2 separate regions of the Mus musculus genome follow, and region 2 is linked to region 1. A link is a contact called in public ChIA-PET data. All regions are on one chromosome and are shown on one strand. The core of a region is the stretch at or near the end of the contact, and the rest is flanking DNA. Distances in the headings are between cores, read along the strand shown. Region 1 holds the start of Meak7 (MTOR associated protein, eak-7 homolog). Region 2 overlaps Crispld2 (cysteine-rich secretory protein LCCL domain containing 2).

What was found. ChIA-PET counts read pairs in DNA pulled down with a chosen protein or histone mark.
Region 2: an RNA polymerase II ChIA-PET map of memory CD8 T cells shows a contact between it and region 1, with 10 read pairs. The contact joins the enhancer-like site here to the promoter of Meak7 in region 1. A contact is called at or near these places in 5 of 39 promoter capture datasets (the C10 cell line, cranial neural crest, hippocampal neurons and 2 more) and 2 of 115 datasets of contacts at active chromatin or transcription factors (memory CD8 T cells and thymic regulatory T cells).

Annotation. Positions count from the first base shown.
Region 1 is chr8:119,776,709-119,780,837 of GRCm38.p6, forward strand. It overlaps Meak7 (MTOR associated protein, eak-7 homolog), which reads right to left and starts at 1,708. Exons shown (of 8, transcript NM_028883.2): 1 at 1,652-1,708.
Region 2 is chr8:120,047,658-120,052,227 of GRCm38.p6, forward strand. It overlaps Crispld2 (cysteine-rich secretory protein LCCL domain containing 2), which reads left to right. Exons shown (of 15, transcript NM_001310635.1): 15 at 2,626-4,570. The coding sequence ends at 2,680. Among named protein-coding and RNA genes, the nearest start is that of Zdhhc7, 52 kb to the right of the region's middle. Within about 2 kb of position 2,479, at least 90 of the 459 cell types and tissues checked have an H3K27ac peak or open chromatin away from gene starts, as enhancers often do. A contact at or near this core is called in memory CD8 T cells and thymic regulatory T cells, where this site is marked.

The DNA of each region.
Region 1 (4,129 bases), core at 458-2,957:
AGCACTACCTGCCCCACTATGCACGAACCACCCCTGCACAGTGATGCCAGCTGCATACCCCACGGCCTGCTAGTACTAAGCCACAGCAGTGGAGGGGGCAGAGATTGATTGAGAAAGTAAATGCTAAACACCAAGCCTTGAATGGTAAACAAGCCAGGGGCAGTACAGGACAGGACCAGATGCCAGGACAGAGCCAGAGCTTGGCTGCTCTGTGAGGAAGGCAGGGGGAGGGGAAGGGCAGGTTTGGAGCCCACAGCTCAGGGAGGACTGGGGAGAGACCTTGAGAATATGGCTCTTCACCCTGTACCAGCCCAGCCGCTACAGCTGGAAGGCCGCCTGTCTCCACACAGCTGCAGCAAGAATGATTCTCGGGGGGGCCCATGCTCTCCCTTTAGGCTGCAAGCTCTGTCATGGGGCCAGCAATCTGTCAGCTTCCCGGAGAAAGGTCTTGCATGTGTCAGGGGCAGGTTCTGTCCTCCATGGGGACACCTTGGTCCATGGGGTAGCTTTCCCCTGGCAACTATGTCCACCTTTCTTAGGTGAAGACATCTTTCAGTGACTGTAAGGTCACTTGTAGCAGTGAGTATCAGCCTTGTGACCCAAAAGAGACACTTGCCAAGGATCAAAGCCATTTTTCTTATCAGAAAGCGGGGGTGGGGGGGTGGGGGGGATGTGGAGAGACCCTTTAAAGGTCACCCACAGCCCTGACCATTCTCCACACAGGGCCTATGAGCTCTACAGTCTCAATCCATACACAGGTGGCCATTCCAGACAGTTTTTGTATAACAATGGGCTTTCCCACCTGGGCACAATCAAGGGGAAGCCTTTGCCCGACCAGATCCAAGTCTCCTGAACCCACCAGTGAGCTTCCTTGAACATTCCAGTCTCCGCAACAGTCTATCCTCAACACTCTACTGCCCCTAATAGCTAAACACGTCCTTCCTCCTCCCCCCAACCAGGTGATCCATTTCGGGAGGGGGCCCTCTCCCCAACAGTGAAGTCCCATCACCAAGTCACTAACCCATGGTCTTAAAAGGAGTTTAGCTTGCCGTGCTTTAATAAGCTTGGGTGAATCGTTTAACATCGCCACCTGGTTCTGCTTTCCAGAAACCAAAGACAAACACAGATGGACCCTGGAGAATAAAAAGGGCTCCTTGTGTCACGAAGAATGTGGCGAGCCAGCTCTTTGCAGCCCCAAGCTCCTGGTGGCAGGCTGGAGTGTGCCTCGGACAATTTCCCATGGGGCCTCCAAGAGATCGTGACACACTGTCTGGTTCCTGGGGTCAACACCCCATCAGAACAGCCACACCAAGCCCATGTCCAAGTCCTGGAGCCTACTGGGTCTGCAGCTGGCAGCCCTCCATCTGTCCCAGCCCCCCTCAGGAGTGCAGGCCAGGGCACCTTCCTCGCCTCCCCCTAAATTGGTTTTGAGCTTGCCTCTGAAGGAACTCTATTGGGTTCGTCTCGGAAAACAAGGCAGGCCCACGGATCCCTTCAGAGCCCAGCTTCACCCCATCCCAGGCACTCTCTGCTTCTCTGACAGTAGCCTGAGACAGTAGCTTCCTTGGGGGCTGCTCAGGCCACCCCGAAGGTCTTCCTTCCTTCCTTGAGCTATGCCCAGCCTCGCCCGGGCTCCCTCCCTCCGGCTCACCAGCCTTGGTCTACAGGGACCGAGCTCCTTCCGGTACGTCCTGGGCAGCAAGGTTGCCCGGGTCGCCCAGCCCTTTCCCTAGCAACGGCGCTGACGGACGGTCATGAGCACCAATTGGAAAAGGGCTACTGAGAGGTGGAGCCCGAGTCAGATCTTAACCAATGGGATTGTAGTTCACGGGGAGTGGGCGGAGCCTGGGATCGAAGAACTGAGCCTGTAACAGCGGAACACTTGGGGATGGTTGACAGTTGCTCAGGTTCTGCAAAGGCTGAAGGAGAACTTGGGCTTTAGGAGGTGCTAGGAAGCTGCTGAAGGGCTGGAAGCGGATCAGGGGGTTTAAATGCAGGGAGCGGATAGAAGGGAGCAATGTGGGAGGCTGGGAACAGGGGCACTGTGAACAGAAGGCCTGAGCTGGGACTCGCCCCCCAGAACTAGGGTGGAAAATCTGACCTCCTTACCTCCTGAAGTCCATTGCGTTAGCCAATAGAGCACTTGACACACAGAAGCAGATGCCGGCCGGTCTTGTCCCCAGGAGTGGGATAGCTTGCTATCAGCCCTACCGGGCCTTTTCTGGTGTCGGAGACAGACACAACAGAGGTAGGTCCCAGAATTCTCAGCAGAGACGAACCCACTGTCGCTGCCTGCAAACCCCACCGTCCGAGTGGCACAGAGGAACTCCTCCCAACCCCCCAAAGTAACAGAAGCTGCTGTCTGAAATTGTAGCTGGAAAAATGACACCAGAGGCCGGAGAGGTGGCAGAGTCCTTAAGAACACTTGCTGCTCTAACAGAGGACACAGGTGAACCCACACTTCAGCTCAGGCCTGCTTGTAACTCCAGTTCCAGGGGATCCGACGCCCTCTTCTGGCCTCCAGAGACATTGCACACACGGTGCACATAAAGCAAAACACCACACATTATTATTAGTATTATTAGTATTATTATTTAATTATTGTGACACCAGCCCGGCTGAGTGTAGTGGCATACACCTGTAATCTCAGCACTTCAAGAGGCTTAGACAGGGGCATTGCTGCAAGTTTGTGGCCAGCCTGGTCTACACAGTGAGTTCCAGGCCAGCCTGGGATACAGAGAGTGGAAGTTTTGAAAAGGCGAGTAGAAGAGAGACAGCAAAAGAAAACGGGCAGCTAGCTCCCCCTAGTGGATTGAAGTCACATGTCCACCAGAAGCCATCTGCCTTTCGCTCAGCCAAGCTCCACCTAGCGTTTGTTCCCAACATTCCACGGCCATCTTAACACCAAGACACCTTGAATTGACTTGATCCCCCACCACCACCCTCCTATGAGCCCCTAGGAAAACGACCAGTCAGTGGGCAGAGCCTCGAGCTGAAGTTGGGCTACAAGGGCCATCATGGAGGAGTGAGGCTGAGGCAGCCAGGACAGCCTTTGAGTCCTCCAGGGCATCATGGGTCACCAGTCTGTGACATATGAAAATGTGTCAGGCTCCTTTCCTCCCCTTAGTGCCTACTCCTTCATTCAGTTCCCACCTGGCATGTATAAACTAAGGGGAGAGGGTAGGACGGAGGTGTGGCTGTGGATATATGCTGCAGGTTGGGCGAGTGACATGGAGAGGAGCTGAGGTTCAGGGGCTTCTAGCAAGAAACCAGTTAGGTTATAAAGATCCAATTGGATGTCTAGGGTTGAGAGTTCATCCAAGCATGCTACTTTCCCTGTCACGGCTCAACCACCTTTCCAGGCCTTTCATAATGGGAAGCCAGGGCCCTATGCTGAGTTAGGGTTCAGAGCGGTTAAGTGATTTTCCCAGGAACACACAGCTGGGACAGAGGCAGTCCTGGTGCCAAACTGAGGGCTCTTTCCATTGTAACATGACATGGTGGGTTGGCAGTCATTTCCAGAGAAGGGAATGCTCTGTGGGTTTGGATTTTTGGAGCTCGTAGCTACTGTCACATCATATGCCACAGCATGTATGTCAGAGGACAGCTCGTGGGAGTTGAATCTCTCCTTCCACCTTGTGGGTGCCTGGGATTGAACTCATGTCATCAGACTTGGTGGCAAGCTATTTTACCCACTGAGCCTGACCCTGTGGTTTTTCAGTGTTTGCTGTTGTTCTGAGATGAGGTGTCTCCAAACTTTAAGTCCTGCCACCACCTCCCGGGTGCTGGGATGACAGGCGTTGTTCAGCCTTGCTTCTAGAGGTCCTGTGAGATCTCCCCGCGGTGAGTAGGGGACTCACTCGAAGTGTCAGGAACCTCTGAGAAAGGCATCTGAGAATGGCTCAGTCCTGGGATTCTCCCACTCTGAAGCAGGTAACCCAGCACGGACATCTTTCTGCTGGGCAGAGCCCTGGCAGGAGAATTCTGCTACGTAGGACAAGGATCACAACTCAAGGTATCAGAGCCAGGTGTGAAAACTGTAGGGAGAGGTCTCTTTCCCTGCACCCTCATTCCTGGCCGCTGCCTGCATATGTCTTACTGCTCTGCCCACTGGACCACCCTGCCTGGC
Region 2 (4,570 bases), core at 1,229-3,728, 270 kb after region 1:
ACTCCAAGTTTTGTTATAAAGGGAAGAAAGCGAGAGTCGGATCAATATGTGTGTGTGTGTGTGTGTGTGTGTGTCTTAGTGTGTGTGAGAGAATATGTGTGTGTTTGTATGTGACATACTGGCCTGTGTGTTATGTGCTTGTGTGTGTATGAGGGTGTTTGTGTGTGTGAGTGTATATGTGTGTGTTTGTGTGAGTGTGTATGTCTTATGTATGTGCTTGTGTGTGTATGAGTGTATACGTGTATGCTTGTGTGTGTTTATGTGTATATTTGTGTGTGAGTGTATATGAGTGTGCGTGCACGCATGAGCACGCATGTACATGCACATGATGTTCAGGGGGTCCAGGGATCAGGCTCAGGCTCTGTCCACTGAACTTTTTGCCCACTGAGTCACGTCCCTGGCCTTTATTTTTCCTTTTAATTCTGGTGTAAGGACAGGCTCCCAGATGACAGTTGTCACGTGAGACTGTGAAGCTGGGCCAGAGTACCTAGCACATCTGAGAGCACACTCGAGTGACTGGCAGGCCTAAACCCTAAAAACTCTTAGAGGAAGGTAAGCATGAGTGTGTGCGATTGTGAACGAGCTATTGCCTTGTTCAATATAACACCAAAAGCATAATTGTGGAGAAAATGATAAATTAGGTCATTTTAAACCTTTGTATTTTAAAAGACACCATTAAGAAAACGAAGAGAAGAGGGACGGAGAGATGGCTCCGTGGTTAAGGGCCTTCAGCACTCTTGCAGAAGACCGGGTGTCACAAGTGCCTGTAACTTAGCTCTGGGGGTTCCGAATCCCTCTTCTGTCCTCCTGGGCATGCGTACACATAGTGTGCATGCAAACACTTGGGAACACACATGAAATAAAAATAAGTTTTAAGAGACGACAGAAAAGTAGAACCAAGTAAGTAAGCTCGGAGAGCAGGTTGTGTGGCCACCAGCAAGAGGCCTGGCTAGGAGCTGGGCGTTGTTGCTCGCCTTTGATCTCAGCACTCTGGGGGCAGAGGCAGGCAGATCTCTGAGTTGTAGGCTCTCCTGGTCTACAGAAAGAGTTCCGGGCCAGCCAGGGCTACAGCTGTTATTTTCTGTAACAACAAAATCCTGGCTGTCTGTAGACAAGAGAGTGGCCTTACAGGAGACCTCTGTGACCAGGCCCTAGACCTGTGAGAAGATAAACTTCCTCTCAAAGGAAGGAAGGAGAGTAATAAAGAGAGGTAGGGTTCAGGTTTGGAAGGGAGGAAGAGAGGCCGGAAGTCTAGCTACAGAATGGGAGAACAGTTTTCCAAATTGTGTATGTACTAAAGGATTTCATAGCTCGTGTGTGTGTGTGTGTGTGTGTGTGTGTGTGTGTGTGTGAGCATGTGTGTGCCTGCAAATGGGAACGTGGCCTGTGTGTGAACTCTTACAACTCAACATTACGGTAACCCAGTTGGGGACTTTGGAGATGAGACTGGGCTGTATCTCGGTGGCAGAGTGCTTGCCTGGCATGCACAGGGTCTTAGGTTCCATCCCTACTACCACGTTAAAAAGAACTGCCCACACCAGGAAATCCATCTGCCCAGCCATGCTCCAGGGACAGCTTCTGGACCAGGGAGAGTCACTCAGCACACCAAAGCAATGGAGATGCAGATTCAGGCCAGGGTACCCAGAGTATCTGCACAGCGGCCATAAGACAACAGCTGTCAGTGGGGCTGCAGAGCATCTGAAATGCTCAATGCATTGTGGGTAGGCACAGACACAATGTGGCCACTTGAGAAGCCTTTAAAAGGTGAATGTAGGTTGATAGCAATCCACCTCCCAAGCTTACACCTCTGATGGTGGAAAGCACATGTCTTCCAGAACAGACAAATTCACAGAGGCAGAGGTGCCAGCACAGAAGGGGGGGAGCCGGAAGGACCCCTTTTAATGCTTCCTCATTTCGTGGGTGTGTATACCTAGGTGCTGGTGTAGAGGCCAGAGGACATGGCTGAGTTTCACAGGGCAGTATAGTTCTGTAACGGTGTTTTCAACATCTGGTTGAGAGCTAGGAACGTAGTTCAGTGGCACAGTGCTTGCCTAGCTGGCCGGGCATGCATGAAGCCTGGGGTTCAATTCCCAGCATGGCATAAACTGGGGGTGGTGGCACTTGGGAGGGGAAGGCATCAGGATTAGGAGTTCAGGGTCATCTCATCTATATAACGAGTTGGAGATAAACCTAGGCTGCATAAGGCCCATCTCAAAAACCAACCAAGGGCCTGAAGGACTTGTCTCCCATCGGAAGAATGTGGTTTTGATTAACCGTGTGCCTCTCTTGATTCCTCCCCTGTATGTACCGACAGTAACAATAGCCCTGCCTGGAAAGGATAGCAGACCCATGATGGCATATTTGGGTAGCATTCGGGTGTGTGTTCCCTTCAAGCCACCCCTTAAATCATCTGTCAACCAGATGTCTGAGACAGGTGTCAGTAAAACCCAGAGAGTCGCTCCGCAACCTCAGCCTGGGCTCACACCACAGCTTCCTGTCGGCACATGTGGGCTCGTCCAGCTGGGTGTGACTTCTGTGGGCTCTGACCTTACCACATTGGCCCTATCGGCCATTCCTTTGCCCACAGCTTTCTCTTCTAACTTCCTTCTCCCTCTTCTCTTGCAGCCTGAACACTCCTCAGAACGGAAACGCCTTCCGGATCTTCGCCGTCAGGCAGTGAATTTGGCGACCTGGGGAGAAGGGGGTGTCATCTACTGGGATTCGGGGTCCTGCTTTTTATCTGTACTTTGTCCTTTGGGGGTGGGGGGTGACAGAGAGTCAGGAATCTTCCTTTTGGTGTCATTGAACGTCCTGGGCCTCCATGGCCTTTGGTGAGGGTGACCGAGCACCTTCCCCCTCATGAGCAGCGTGCCGTGGAGTCTCTTGGCTGGACAACCAGTGCCCAGGCTGGCCAGGTGGCGGTCCCCATCTGGTGGCTCACCTCCTCTCAGGAGCTGCTCACTGAGACACTCCTTGCCATGTTTTCTTTGGTGGTGGAGGGGGAAGGCTTTCGAACCCTGAGGATACAGGTTTGAGATATGTCATGAATGGGGCTCTTGTCTGGGTGACAAGAGTCGACAGCTATAAGGTTACAGTCCGTCCTACCGACAGAGAAATGGGGTCTGTGTTTGCTGGTCAGACAGATGGGCTGCAGGGAGAAGCCCCGAGCAAGACCTGGGCTCTGCCCTGGTGGTGTCTATCCGTGCTCACATTCCCCAACCTTTTTGGCAGTCACGTGCTTATAAGTCCAGCAGAGCTGGTCTATTTAAAGTTGGTAGCACTCCAGAGATTTATCTTGTCTTTGTCCTTGTCTGTGTGGCCTTTTCTCACATGACCTTTGGTCTCATGGAGGACCAATACATCAGGAGCCTTCCCTACCATTCCCTGACCCTGTGGCATCTGCCCCACCCTCAGCAGATCTAGGTGTCCTCCTCTGGGGTTTGGCTTTGCAAGAGGCTCCAGGTCTCAGATGTCTTCTCACTTCTTAGAATAAGGGCTGCCTCCCAGCCGCCGTCAAGAGTGACAATTGAACGTCACTTCCCCCTGGTTTGGGTGACCTAGTTTTTAAGCTGTGGGAGGAGTAGATTCCTGGCACATTCCTCATGGGGGTTAATGGAGTGGCCTGTGGTTGTAAAACCACCCATGACACACCAGCCACCAGAAAGAGGGGCCCGGGACACACAGGAAGAACCCCTCAGTGCCTGCCAGCATCCCCAGGCTCCAAGAGTGTGGTGAGCCCTGGCTCCCATCACTTAGGAGCCTGGTCCAAACCCACTGTAAAATGAAGCATGCTTCTGTAAACAGCTTTACTCTAGAGAAGGTGGAATCCCACCCCAGTCCTGAGCATGGGGCAGATTGCCGGTGAGTGCTAGCCAAACACAAACAGGGTTGCGTGCTCCAGCCAAATATTTCTTAGACCAAAAAAAAAAAAAAAAAAAAAGGGAAGGGGGTTAAAAAATAAAACAGAACACCATCCCCCCAATCAAAAGGCTGGGGAGGTGGCTTGGTGGTTAACAGATCTTGTTGCTCTACCGGAGGACCTGCGCTCAGTTCTCACTATTCACAGGCCGTTCAAGAGATCTCTGGTCTCCACAGGCACCACACACATTCACAGGAGCAAAGTACAAATGGTTCTTTAAAAAAAAAAAAGAAAAGAAAAAAACCCTAAGGGAGTCTGAACAAATCTCTCCCCCTAGTTGGGTTAAATGTTTATTTGTTTGAGACAGTTTCACTATGGTAGTCCAGGCTGGCCTTGACCTCATTATGTAGCCCAGGCTGGCCTCCTGAGTGCTAAGATAGCTTTTCCCCAATCCACCCCTTCTGGGGAGATTATAAAAAGCACACAGCCTTGAACCAGCTCTAGTCAGCCTTTCACTAGGCTGTTTCTGCCTCATGGGTGTGGGTGTGGTGTCTTTGAGGGCATAAACTCTTCCACTCCAGATGTTGGAGCAGACATCTGCGCAGTCTGTGGAAGGGGACCTCTGGTTGCTACCAAACATCTGGGAAACTTCCCGATACAAGGAGTGCTGCCGTAGGACCCTTCACCAAGCCAGCAGGGCAAGGCTGACGT